Linked DNA regions of Pan troglodytes: region 1 is linked to region 2. Evidence: chromatin contacts called from public Hi-C data. All regions are on one chromosome and are shown on one strand. Each heading gives the region's core, a stretch centred on a gene start, on an enhancer-like site or on the middle of the called end of the contact. The rest is flanking DNA. Distances are from core to core; before and after follow the strand shown.

Region 1 (7,100 bases), core at 1,974-4,473, 180 kb before region 2:
CACTTAAATGGTTATTTCTAAGTGTCATAAACATGGACTTGGGATTTGGCCTCATCATTCACCCAGATGATTCACACCCATGATCCCAGGCTGTGAGGTCTTGAGCAAATTACTTCTTCTCAGAGCCTTAGTTTGTTCCTCTGTGGAATGGGAATGCTAACAGCACTTACCTCGGAAAGTTGCTGAGAATAAACGAGACCGTGCATTTAGAGCATGTAGGCACCGTGTCTGGCAGGTAATGAGTGCTCAGTCAGCTTATTGATGAGGATGCAGATGACCTCAGCCTGAGATAGAACAGATGTGTTCTCTTTCACGGACTGAAGGCCACCCAGACTTTGCGACATCCTTAAACTTTGCCCCAGTTTCTCTTCATCCTCATGAGCAGTTGGCTGGCTGGCTTATCTAGAAAAAAGAAAGGAGGGAGGAGAAAAAGCAAAGAAAAATGTTCATTTTCCCTGCTGTTCACCCCATTCTAAAGTAAGGCAGAATTTCTGGAGAGGGGGCTCAGGTCCACCCTTGGCTATCCTTGGTTGTACAGTTGCATCTACTTATAACGGTGGCCAAGTCGCCATGGCAGTAGGTGCTGTGGCTGCCCTGCCCCATCGTCTTCAGACTACCCAAGTTTACCTGCAGCACTGACAGCTTCCCACCCCAAAACTCCTCGTTCTTTGCTTTTTTCCTCTCGGTGGCTTTCTCCAGGGGCTGTAGGAGCTTGTTTAGCCCACCTGCATGGCATTTTGAAAATACCTGAAATTTTATGCCCCGAAGGACAATTCTCAATCAGTGAAAGATGGGAGAGGAAAGGTAAACACCTCAGCTGCCCCATCTCTCAGTGGGACAATGTTGAGGGGTCGTCTTTGTGTTCTCTCAAGGGTCTTCAGCAAGACCGAGCCACCCGTCACCCACAGCAGTAACATACTCATGAGCACGCCCCCCCACCCCACCTTTTGTGCTTCCTGGAATCACTTCCCAAATAAACTACTTGCACCTAAGTTTTTGTCTCAGGGTCTGTGTCTTAGGTTAAAAACCTCTGTGTCGGCCAGGCGCGGTGGCTCACGCCTGTAATCCCAGCACTTCGGGAGGCCAAGGCGGGTGGATCACCTGAGATCAGGAGTTCTAGACCAGCCTGGCCAACATGGTAAAACCCCATCTCTACTAAAAATACAAAAATTAGCCGGGTGTGGTGGCAGACGCCTGTAATCCCAGCTACTCGGGGGGCTGAGGAAGGAGAATCCCATCTCTACTAAAAATACAAAAATTAGCTGGGTGTGGTGGCAGACGCCTGTAATCCCAGCTACTCGGGGGGCTGAGGCAGGAGAATCCCTTGAACCCGGGAGGCAGAGGTTGCCATGAACCGAGATCACACCATCACGCTCCAGCCTGGGGGACAAGAGCGAGACTTTGTTCCAAAAAAAAAAAAAGAAAAATCTGTGATCTGTGTCTTAGGGTTTTCTCGGGAACCTCTATCCCATGACAAGGAGCTGAATAGAAGGACATTAATATGGGTGCTAGTTTTAAAGGTACTGGAAGAGTTGAAAAGACAACCATGGGGCCGTGAGGCCCACCCGGAGATTAGAAATAGAACATGGCACATGTATACATATGTAACTAACCTGCACGTTGTGCACATGTACCCTAAAACTTAAAGTATAATTTAAAAAAAAAGGAAATAAAGAAATAGAAATAGGCTACAAAAAGAACCACCACTAGAGACACACAGCCAAAGGGAAGAGGTGATGCTGCTGGAGCCAGGGAACCCGGCACCCTGTGGGAAATAGAACCCCATGTGGATGGGGGTGAGGCTGCTTGAGGGTAGCTGGAACCCAGTGGAGGCTTCTGCAAGCAGTACCTTTTTGTTGACTGGAGGGAGGAGGCAGGAAAAATATGTGTCAGTGCCGCCCACTGGCTGAACTTAACCAGAAGCCAGTTGGTAATGGAACCTGGGAAATGCAGTTTGAAGAGAAGCTTGGAAAAATGATCTGAGAGTAAACATACAAATACTAGCACAGTTGGTGGCTTTAAGAGGAGAAAAAAGGGAAGGGAAGGGGAGGGGAGGGGAGAGGAGGAGAAGGGAGGGAAGGGAAGGGAAGGGAAGGGGCAACCTTGATTAGTGTCCCACCCCCTTCCCTGGCTCTAAATAAATGAACATGTATGCTATGGTCATGCTGACATCCTTGTCTCCTCCTTTATCTTCAGAAGAGAGCAGTAGCTATGAACACAGGCTCTGGGTCCAAACGGCCTTGGTTGCAATCCCAGTCGTGCTACTTGCTAGCCACGTGGCTTTGAGCAGTTTCCTTAACTTCTTCCAGCTTCACTTTCACATCCATAAAGTGGAGACACTAGCAGAATCCACCTCACTGAGCTGCTGTGGGGATTTCATGATGTATTCCATGCAAAGCACAAAATGAGTGTCCAAGAAATGTTCATGCTTATGGAAACAGACTGTTCTTTGAGTTTCAATCAGCTTATTCAAGTTCCTGCTAAAACATGTTTCTTCTCCTCTTTACCACTCACACCTCCAACTTCAATGTCTAGAATCTACCCCTTGTCTCTACTTCACAGTCTTTAAAGTAAATAAATAAATAAATCTTTCTATTTTCATAGAGGTTCTGTGAGAACTGAGGAGAAACAGCCTTTCTCCTCCCCTCTGGGCTCACAACCCTCTCTCTGCATCCCCTGCCCCCTCCCTATCTTTGCTGGCCAGTTGTTCACAAGTAGCTTAACAGTTTTGAGAATACAAAAACAGGAAATTATGCCCCAGCCCTAAGACTAAAAAACTCATGTGCAAATCCTTCAGTGGACAGATTTCTTCAGCTTTCAAAAACTAAGGCCTTAAAAAATCAGGTCCCATGGCCAAGTTTTCTGGATTTGCTTAATCATTTCCTTTGCAAATTTATAACCTCTTTAACCATGAAGAGAGATGGTGAGAAAGGGGGAGGCGGGAGTTGAAAATGTTTTAAGTCAACCGCAAGACAGGACAGGAAATTCTGGAGGGGTGTGCATTTCTCTTTAATCCCTTAGTGGCAGAGAGGCCTAAGATAGCAGCTCTGGAAAACTATTTATTGTCCCAGAAATGACCGTTCTGGGATATTGTTTTGCTGTTGATATTGACCCAGAGGAAAATGTGGCAGCCTTCTTCATTCAGTGGCTTAACAGAGAACAGAAGAGCAGGGAAGGCTCTGAGACACCCCGGTCTGATCCTTTACTTGACTCATGCAACAGACACTTATTGAGTGGCTGCCCTGCCCTCCAATGGATAGAGAGGACTGAGACAGCCTCCCAAAGAGGTGAAATAACTTCCTCGCTTTTTCAATGCCATTTGAAAAGTTAAGGAATCTACTGGGGGCTGTCTACTAGAAGAACCTAAAATAGGTGATCCAAAGCTGTTTTATTATTAAAATTCCTGAAAGACAAAAAGAAGTGACTTTTTTTTTTTTTTTTTTTTTTTTTTTTGCCCTTCCTTCTCACTTTCTGAGTTTTTCTTGGCTAATCGGAGTTATGTACTTTTTTTAACCTTTAAGGTAAGTTCCTGTCTTTAGCAGTGGTTTTTATTTGAAGCCAGGGCCCAACCCACTTATGTTGATCCAGCAAATGAAATGGAATGGAACAGAATGGAATAGAATAGAATACAATAGAAAGCTCATGGTGCATCACGGGTAATATGGTTAACATCCATTAGTGGAAGGTTTGTTTTGATTACTAATGTATGTGTATAGACTCAAAATGTATTTCTTATTATGATTTGTAATAAGAAAACTTTAAAAGCCTCTGATCTTTAATATAGTTCAGCAGTGAAAGGTGTGGGATCTAGAGTCTACTGGCATGAGTTTGAATGTCAGCCTGTCACTCTGACCGGCTGTTTGATGTTGGACAAGCTGATTATCCTCTCTGAACCTCACTTACTTAAGGGAAATACAACACAATAAAGACAGATATAAAGTGAATATTGGATATCACCGTGTCTGAATTTCTGGGGTCATTTATCTTCAGAAAATGCCATCCTGCCCCCTATATCTTTCCTTTGGCCCAGTGTTCTGCCAATTGTCTAAGGTCTGCTCACCTTAGGTAAAGCTACTTCCTCTATCTTAACCTCTCTTGATTTGATCCCCCTTCATTCCCTCTACCTCCGCTTGCTATCTCTAACATCATCTGTGGAAAACCAAAGCCATTTAATATGTGAAATTTCTCTTGGGAAAAATGGCTACATAGTTGCAGACCATCTTACCTACTGAGTACAAACATAAAAGCTAGACAAATACCTTGAAGGCATCCTAAAAGAGAGATGCAGTGCTCCACTTCAATTGAAAGCAACAATAAGACTGACAGCTGATTCAGCAGAACTAATCAAAGTCTGAGGACAAACTCCTTAAAAAAAAAAAAAAAAAGATAAGATGGAAAAGAAAAAGAAAGAAAAGAAGAAAGAAAAACAAAAGGGGTTGAAAAAAAACCCTGCCAACCTATAGTTCTACACCCAGTAAGAAATAGCTATCAAAACTGAAGATTGCTATGTTTTCAGATAAACAAAAACTAAATTCTATATTACCAGCAGGTCCTTACTAAAAGAACTACTAAAAGATACCCTTTAAGAAAAAAATAAAATGATCTCAGACGGAAGAATAAAAACATAGGAAAGAATTAAAAGCAACAGAAGGATAAATGTGTCGGTAAATCTAAACGAATACCAACTCTATTAAAAGATCATAATAATGTCTTCTGGGATTTAAAAAATATATAGAAGGCCAAGTGTGGTGGCTCACACCTGTAATTCCAGCACTTTGGGAGGCCAAAGTGGGTGGATCACTTCAGGTCAGGAGTTTGAGACCAGCCTGGCCAACATGGTGAAACCCCATTTCTACTAAAAATACAAAAATTAGGCAGGCATGGTGGTGCATGCCTGTAATCCCAGCTGCTCGGGAGGCTGAGGCAGGAGAATCACTTGAACCCGGGAGGCAGAGGTTGCAGCAAGCCAAGATTGTGCCACTGCACTCCAGCCTGGGCGACAGAGCAAGCCTCCATCTCAAAAAGAAAGAAAACATAAAATAAAATAAAATATATGTAGAGTTCAAATACATGGTAGCAATAACACAAAAGGTAGTCAAGAAAAAAACGGTACTAAACATGTTCCAAATTCTTTTATTGCCTGAGAGCTAGCAAATGTACTAATTTTATTAGACTCTGATAAGTCAGGAATTATCATTGTAATCTATAAGGTAATAAAAAATATAGAAAAAACAAGCTAATAGGAGAAGCACAATGATTGAAAAAAGACCTCATTAATTTAAAAGGTCAGAAAGGAGAAAAGGGGAAACTCGTAAAAGTTGAAACTAATTAAAATAGTAATATATTAATATTGTGATAGTACTATACTAATAATTACTTTAAGTGTAAATAGACTAAATACTCCAACTAAAAGACAGATTTTATGCTAAATTAAAAAAAAAAACAAATATAATCTTCTTACAAGAGATAAGACCTAATATAAGCACACAGAAAAGATGAAAATAAAGATAGAAACAGATATTTCATGAACATACTAATCAAAAGAAAGCTAGTGTAGCTATTCTAGTATCAGATGAAATACACTTTAAGAAAAGAAACAATATAAAAGGTAAAGAGGATTATCTTATAATAACAAAAAGGGTCAATCCTACAAGAAAAAGCAATTCTAAATCTACAGTACCTGCTAGAATAGTTTCAATATACATAAAGCAGAAACTGCCAGATCTAAAAGGAGAAATAAATCCACAATTATAGAAGTAGGCTTTAACCTATTTCTATCAGCAACTGATAAACAAAAAGATAATTTAAGTCAGTAAGAATGGAGAAATTTTGACCAGCACTATTTACACACTCAGCCTAACTGACATTTGTAGAACAAACCAACCAATAACTGCACACTACCTCTTCTTTTTCTAAGTGCACACGGAACATTTAACAAAAGTTGTCACATGCTGGACTATGGAGTAGGTCTCAACAAACTTCAAATGCTAAAAACACACAATATGTTCTCTGACTACAGTGGAATTAGCTAGAAACCAATAACTAAGGATAAGAAAATGTCTAAATAATTGAAAATGAAGCAAAGCAATCCAAATAGCTCATGATTTAAGAGAAATCACAGTAGAAATTAGAAAATATTTATTTGACATATCAAAATGTAGGATTCAGCTAAAGCTGTGCTTATAGGGAAATGTTTATCTTTAAATACACATATTAGCTAACAAGAGAGGAAGAAAATCAATGACCTAAGCACACACTTTAGAAAATTAGAAAAATAAAAGCAATCAAACCTAGAAAAATTAGAAACAAGGAGATAATAAAGAGAAGACAGTTATGAAAAGAAAATAAATGTACAACAAAACATCTCTTTGCAGAGATGCAACACCTCTTATTGATAGATTAACAGACCTACCATTCATTTGTTCATCCATCCTTGCATTTGTTCATTCATTGAATAAATATTTACTAAGAATCTATGCTGTGGATAAGGCACTGTTCTAATTTCTTAGAATAAAGAAGTGAACAAAACAAAGTTCTTCCCTTCAAGGAGCTTATATTTTGGTACAGGAAACAGGCAATAAACAAACAACTAGTGATAAGATGTCAAAAACTGGAATATGCTATTAGTAAATGAAAAAGTGGAGTAATACAGAGAAAAGGGCATGTGAATTTAGTTGGGTTGATCAGGGAAAGGCTCTTTTAAGATGACATTTGACCACAGAGTTTCACAGACTGGGGAGTGAATCATGCAAATATGAGGAAGAACAGTATTCCAGACAAAAGGAAGAGGTACTGCACAAGCCCTAAGGTGAATGCACATTTGACACATTGAAAAGAGCTCGTGTGCCCTTGGATAATGTTGGACAGGCTGTCAGAAACCAGAAAGACCTTGTAACCATGATGGTAAGACCTGGATTTTAGCCTGAACTTGATAGGAAGATGCTAGAGCATTTTGGGCAGGGAAGTGACAGAATCTGATCATTCATAAGACCTGCTTTTCCATTTCTCCTCCAAGTAGGTTAATTTGTCACTTTCCTCCCTGACAGGCTTTAAATTCTGTAATTCAAGTTCTATTAGCATGATTTTCCAAGGAAAAAGCA
Region 2 (6,422 bases), core at 1,726-4,225:
GGTGGGAGGATGATTTGAGCACAGGAGGTTGAGGCTGTAGTGAGCCATGATTGTGCCACTGCACTCCAGCCTGGGTGACAGAGCAAGACCCTGGTCTCAAAAAAAGAAATGTGGCTGAGTGCGGTGGCTCATGCCTGTAATTCCAGCACTTTGGGAGGCCGAGGTTGGTGGATGTCTTGAGGTCAGGAGTTCGAGACCAGCCTGGCCAACATGGAGAAACCTCATCTCTACTAAAAATACAAAATAGCCGGGCGTGGTGGCGTGCACCTGTAATTCCAGCTGAGGCAGGAGAATCACTTGAACCCAGGAGGCGGAGGTTGTAGTGAGCCAAGATCACACCACTGCATTCCAGCCTGGGCGACAGAGTGAGACTCTGTCTCAAAAAAAAAAAAAAAAGAAAAGAAAAGAAAAGAAAAGAAATGTGTCCACAGTCACACGACTTTAAATGGCAATTCTTCATTGCACATGTGGGGCATGTGACTTCCCACTGGCATATTAACATCACATAGAATATCTGTAAGCCCATTTAGACTCAAGTGAGGCATTCTGAAAGCAATTCCCAAGTTTAGTGGTATCCACTCTGTTTATTTCAATACGTGGCTCTCAAGACCATAATTAGAGAAAGATAGTTTATTAAGGACATAGCTTAATGGTACAGTTTATTCAAGCACCAGCATCTTTCCATGCTAAAAACTGAGTGAAGACATAATCCATTGCTAAAAAAAACCCTGGTGCCTTTTCTGGGATATGTAGTCCATGGTATTTCTTAATGAGTCTCCAATGGCTACTCTGCCCCCCCATAAACTCCCATGAAGGAGTTTATGACCCAGTCCAAAAACTCTGGCCTGGTTCTATCACATGCTTAATTTTGCCTTCTTGGTGCTTCCTGTGTACCAAGTACTTCATATACAATTCAACCTTTAATCCTCATCACAAGCCTTTGTGTGAGTTCAGCAGCATCATGCCAGTTTTTTAGATGGAGATACAGAGACTCAAAGACATTGAGGATCCTCCCCAAAGTCTCACAACTAGTGTGTGTGGGAGCCACAGCATCACCACAAACAGGAAGTATGGCCCCACACCAGGGCTCCCAGCCAACAGAAAGGAGTCCATTGCATTTTAGCCCTGCCTCCGCTTGCCACGCAGAGCTCTTGAAGATCCCCTTCAACGCCATCAACCCAAAAAGGCAGCTCCTGCCCTGGGCTGCAGAGGGAGATCCTCTTTTTCTAATTAGCACAGAGTTCTCAAATGGGTTTGTGTTGGTGGAAGCCAGCTTAAAATGGAATGAATCCATGCCTAAAGGTATGTTTGCATGTATCACCAAGGCAAGGATGGCGACTGAGTTTTTCTTCCTTACCAGACTTCAATAAGTTTCTTCACCCCTCTATGCCTCAGTTTTCCCAACTATAAGGTGAGGATAATAACAGCATCTACCTCATAGGGCTGATGTGAGCACTAAATGAATTAATACTTGTAAAGCAATGTAAAGCACCTAAAATAGTGCCTGACATATATGTGAGCTGTGATTATTATTATTATTGTTATTTTTACATCACTTTTGCACATGCTAGAAACCCATTATTTGCTACACACAGACACACACACACAGACACACACACGCACACACACACACACACACAGAGAAACAGAATTCCTAATTTGCATGTTTTGCATTTGGCCCAGGTTACTTTTATTTGTTTTTCCTTAAGCAAAGACCAACAGATCATCAAAAGGCATATCTAGATTCTGCCTTTTGAATTACTGTTGTAATGAAAAGGGACTCAACATTTAGATCAAAGTCCATATTTAAGACAATGTAGCCTAAAAGTTAAGCAGGGTGGGGCGGGGGGGCGGGGGGAATAAGAACCAATCCCATTCTTTTGTTTCCTGCTGTGCTGTGTCATAGTTGTTTTCCATTCTCTGATTCAGGTTTCTTTCTGTAAATGAAGGGCACACCCCTGGAATAAACGGAGCCTACGATTGTCTAGAATTATTATCTGTGTCTGCAGAATCACATTGCCACCCACTCGCAGGGATCTAGTACGGTTCTCTAAGACCAACAGCTGCACAACCTGCTCAGGTAATAAACAAAGCAAAAATAGTCAAGTTCCTGGCAAGACTTACAAATGCTTCTGGCACGTACCTGATGACAAAGGCAAAATGAATCCCTTCCCAAAAGTCTTAAGTAAGGATTTGGGGTGAATTGTGCTTAAGTAAGCCTCCTCTCTGGATATTTTATTGAGCTTATCGAGATTTTTTCCATAACTTTTAGTACAAGATGAATCCTGGAGGAGATGCTTGAATACAACCTGCTAGGAACTATACTTGCCTTCACTGAAAGGTTGAGTAAAACAGACTAGGAATCCTAAACTCTCTGACCAATTGTTTACATGCATGAGTTAGCCTTTTATGCATTTTCTCCCGCGTCTATAACACGAAGATTGTTTACTCTGACAACCTCCCAGGTTGCTAAGAGAATCGAATAAGAAATAATATGATCATAGTGCTTTGAAAAGGACAGTAACAAAACCTAACGTTTCGATCAAGCTTTCAAAGGACCTTTTCTTTATTTTATTTGATATATAGAAACAAAATGTTTTTTGTTTGAGCCTCATTTAATATGGACATATTCTAAAAGGTGATGGCACACAGACTGTTTCTAACACAATCCTGTAGCCTGAAAGCCCCAGGGACACTGACGAATTTTGCCAACAAGAAGACTATCTTATAAAGTTAAAAATCCCAAACTTAAGAAAATCATTTCCCCCTTGACAAGTCTTAATCAAAATCTGCCCATGCTGGTCATTTATTCTTTCAGCACATGTGATTGAGATTCCAGTAATTAAGTACGCTCTTCTCCTAAGAAAAGCCTGTTTCAGGTTCATAACCAGGAAAGCTTCTCAACCGGAGGTGTTGCCGGCAGCCACCATTTGTTGAATTACTGGTGTCCCTGCAAGTGGAGATGAGGCAGAAGGGGGGCGCCTGTTCCCAGCTTTACCTACCATCACCACCTTCCTTGGGCTCCTCTTTCTCTTCCTATTTTCTACTTAACCCAATTTATAAGGAATAAGTTAAACAAAAGTAACAAGCAAGTAGTGAAACTTCACTTAAAACAATCTAAAAGCCAGGATGCAACCTGATTGTTTTACAATAGATTAACCAAAGACCCCAATTTTTTTGCACACAGTCTCAAGCATCCTCAAGGGCCTAGTGCATCTCTCTTAGGCTCTGGAAGAGGCTGGTTTTTAAACAGGATTGTTTTTCTTTAATATTTAAAGATATTGTTTTATGCCTTCATCTAGTATGATGTGTATTTTAAAGAATAGAATGTAAACAACATTAGTCATTTGGATGTTTCCTATGCTTTAAATACACACACACACATACACACACACACACACACACACCACCACAGCAGTAAGCTGAAAGAAGAGCTAATAACTTTAATAAAAGTTAAATAAAAGAAGAGTTAATAACTTTAAACAGAGGTCGAGAGAAAGCATCAAACATTTATTTTTTGTTCAACAGGGAAATTTCAATACTGCTTTATGGAGTCTACCTCGTTCCGGGCGGGGTAGAATTCCAGATTGGCTTCCAAACATGATTTCACGAGGAATGCCTCGAACCAGGAAGTTCTTTCATGTTCTGAAGCCTCCTGATTCTTAGAAATTAAAGGGCTTTCTGTTTATTATGTAGTTGTTTGCTTGGGTGTTTGCTTTTGCCAGTTGACTTTATTTATTTTTATTTTAGATTACAGAAGTAAAGGAAAAACACTGTAGTATATATGACTGAAAATAGAACCTCACCCTTCTCTCCCTCTGACATGGCTTTCCCCACCCCCACCCCATTTTTTATTTACTTCCTGTGTTAATGGTAAGAGAGTATTCTTCTCGTCCTTTTTAAAATATTTTTACACATCTAAACATACACACACGTGCAAATACATGTCCTTTTTTTAAACGTAGAGGAAATCATACAGTATTCACCTTTCTACAACTGTGTTTCAATCAACAATATTGCTTGATGGTCTGTCCTTGGCCAAACCTATAGCCTATCTTTTTCCTGAGGCTTTTTTGAAGACTTTTGCTCACTTAAAACCACGTTGATTTTCCACTGCCTTCTAGAGGCAACCTCACCTCCTCTCAAGGAAGCTTTCAAGCACGCAAAGCAGGCTCACTTCCTCTCTTGGCTGGAGGAAATTAGGCCTTCACACTTTCAGAAATAGCATCACTGTACCCCATTGCCTTATTCTGGTCTAAGTACCCAACAGACAAATTATCCTTTTCCTGTTAGCTGTGACTTTGAGTTTTCAGGACCGGAGCAGTTCCTAAAGTCAGAGAGAGAGAACGGTAATCATTTTTTACAGGGAGTGTGTCTTGATGGAGACAGAGGTTTAACCAGTGACAAACTGCTCAGCACAGCCCTGCCTGGCTGGAAAAGCATCTGTTTTCACTTCCTCGCCTGGTTACTAGTGGGTTCTGTCGCCTCATTCATAAAGATGAGATCGCTGAAACAATAGGCAGCCACAAAGCTCCAGGAAATATAACAGCATGCAGCTCCTCTCCAAGGTGTGAGTCTGTGTGTGTGTGGTGTGTGTCCGTGCATGTTTCGCACGCACACTTACAGCTGCAGCACGGGGCTTAGAAAGATGTTCTGCCAGAGAAAGATAGGAATCTCCCTAGCAGCAGGCAAAACAGCCCAGGAATTGGAACAAGGCCCAGTCAGCCTCCTTTACTCTTTCGTTCATGCAGTTAATAAGCATCAGTCTACCTCTCTTAAGAGAGCCTAGTGGTTAGAGACTCAACTCAGAACTCCGATCCCTGGATTCCAGTCCAGGCACTGACACTCACCGGCGCTGGTATTTAGTGTCTCTATTCCTCAGCTTTAAAATGACGTAAAATATACATCCAAATTTATTATCCAAACCCTTATAGCCCAATACACTTTGGAATTCTACACTTTTTGTATTTTAGAAATGTGATGCGGTGCCTATATCTGATATTACATTGCACCTCCAGCGGGGTGGGGGCAGCACTCCCTGTGCCATCTGATACATCAATATATCCACAAAGAAACATACAAAGATCTGGCCAGGCGCACTGGCTCACGCCTGTAAGCCCAGCACTTTGGGAGGCCAAGGCGGGCAGATCACAAGATCAGGAGTTCGAGACCAGCCTGGCCAACATGGTGAAGCCCCATCTCTATTAAAAATGCAAAAATTAGCTGGGTGTGGTGGTGGGTGCCTATAATCCCAGCTACTTGGGAGGCTGAGGCAGGAGAATCGCTTGAATCCAGGAGGCAGAGGTTGCAGTGAGCTGAGATCGTGCCATTGCACTCGAGCCTGGGTGACAAGAGCAAGACTCCCTCTCAAAGAAAAAAAAAAAAGAAAGAAACATACAAAGGTCGCATTAAATGTGAGAAATACAGGCCGTGCTGGGATTACAGGCATGAAATATTTCTCACATTAAACATGGCGAAACCCCGTCTCTACTAAAAATATAAAAATTAGCCAGGTGTGGTGACGGCTGCCTATAATCCCAGCTACTCGAGAGGCTGAGGCAGGAGAATTGTTTGAACCCGGGAGGTGGAGGCTATAGTGAGCTGAGATCGCACCACTGTACTCCAGCCTGGGTGACAGCGCAAGACTCTATCTCAAAAAAATAAAAATAAATAAAGATTATTAGTAGACGTAGAGAGCCGAAGAGAGTCTCCCTGCTACTCCCAAAATTCATGTCTGCCCAGAACCTCAGAATGGTACCTTCTTGGACATAGGATTTTTGCAGATGTAATTGAGTAAGATGATATCATACAGGATTTGGGTGACCCTAAATCCCTCAGGAGGACTGGAAATCAATTTTTGACATTTTCAGTTTCTGTGGTGAAAAACCAATACTGCTTCCTACCAAGAATAACAGGGGAGAAACTCCCCAAGTTTAACAAGCAGGTTCAGATGGGAGACCAAGGATAAGTGCCCCCTACAGTTGATAAAGACCCCTAATCTCAGAACTTTCTGGACACAGAAAAGCAAGAACTTGGATAACTGTTTTTTTTTTTTTTAATCTAATGCAGCCTACACTGGCCAAAGACCCTGTTTAAATACTTTTTCAACGTTGTCATTTAAATGTAAGACTCAAATCACTGATAGATGTCCTTAATTTCTAGAAAAGCCTTAGGTAAAAGATTCACCATACCCCTGGAATATATTATTTTGGTGTGGGTGGCACTGTTGTGTAGCTGTTATTTTCCCAGGCTCTGCCTCTGTCTTTGAGAGCATCACTTAAGCTCTGTAAGCCTTGATCTGCGAAATCAGGATGAGGATAATGGCAGACAACATTTACCAAGAGCTTGCTGTGTGCAGGCAGTAGACTGTGTCTCACATGCCTTCTTACTTAATCATCACCATCATTATCCCCATGTTGCAT

Evidence for each region. A called contact is a pair of places that touch in the nucleus more often than the background predicts.
Region 1: a contact with region 2 is called in a Hi-C map of induced pluripotent stem cells, with 2.7 times the contacts expected there. The contact joins two enhancer-like sites. A contact is called at or near these places in 2 of 7 Hi-C or Micro-C datasets (induced pluripotent stem cells and stem cell-derived neural progenitor cells).

What each region holds. Positions count from the first base shown.
Region 1 is chr21:60,220,569-60,227,668 of NHGRI_mPanTro3-v2.0_pri, reverse strand. No RefSeq gene overlaps it. Among named protein-coding and RNA genes, the nearest start is that of BCAS1, 140 kb to the left of the region's middle. Within about 2 kb of position 3,223, at least 2 of the 24 cell types and tissues checked have an H3K27ac peak or open chromatin away from gene starts, as enhancers often do. A contact at or near this core is called in induced pluripotent stem cells, where this site is marked.
Region 2 is chr21:60,044,129-60,050,550 of NHGRI_mPanTro3-v2.0_pri, reverse strand. No RefSeq gene overlaps it. Among named protein-coding and RNA genes, the nearest start is that of ZNF217, 140 kb to the right of the region's middle. Within about 2 kb of position 2,975, at least 6 of the 24 cell types and tissues checked have an H3K27ac peak or open chromatin away from gene starts, as enhancers often do. A contact at or near this core is called in induced pluripotent stem cells, where this site is marked.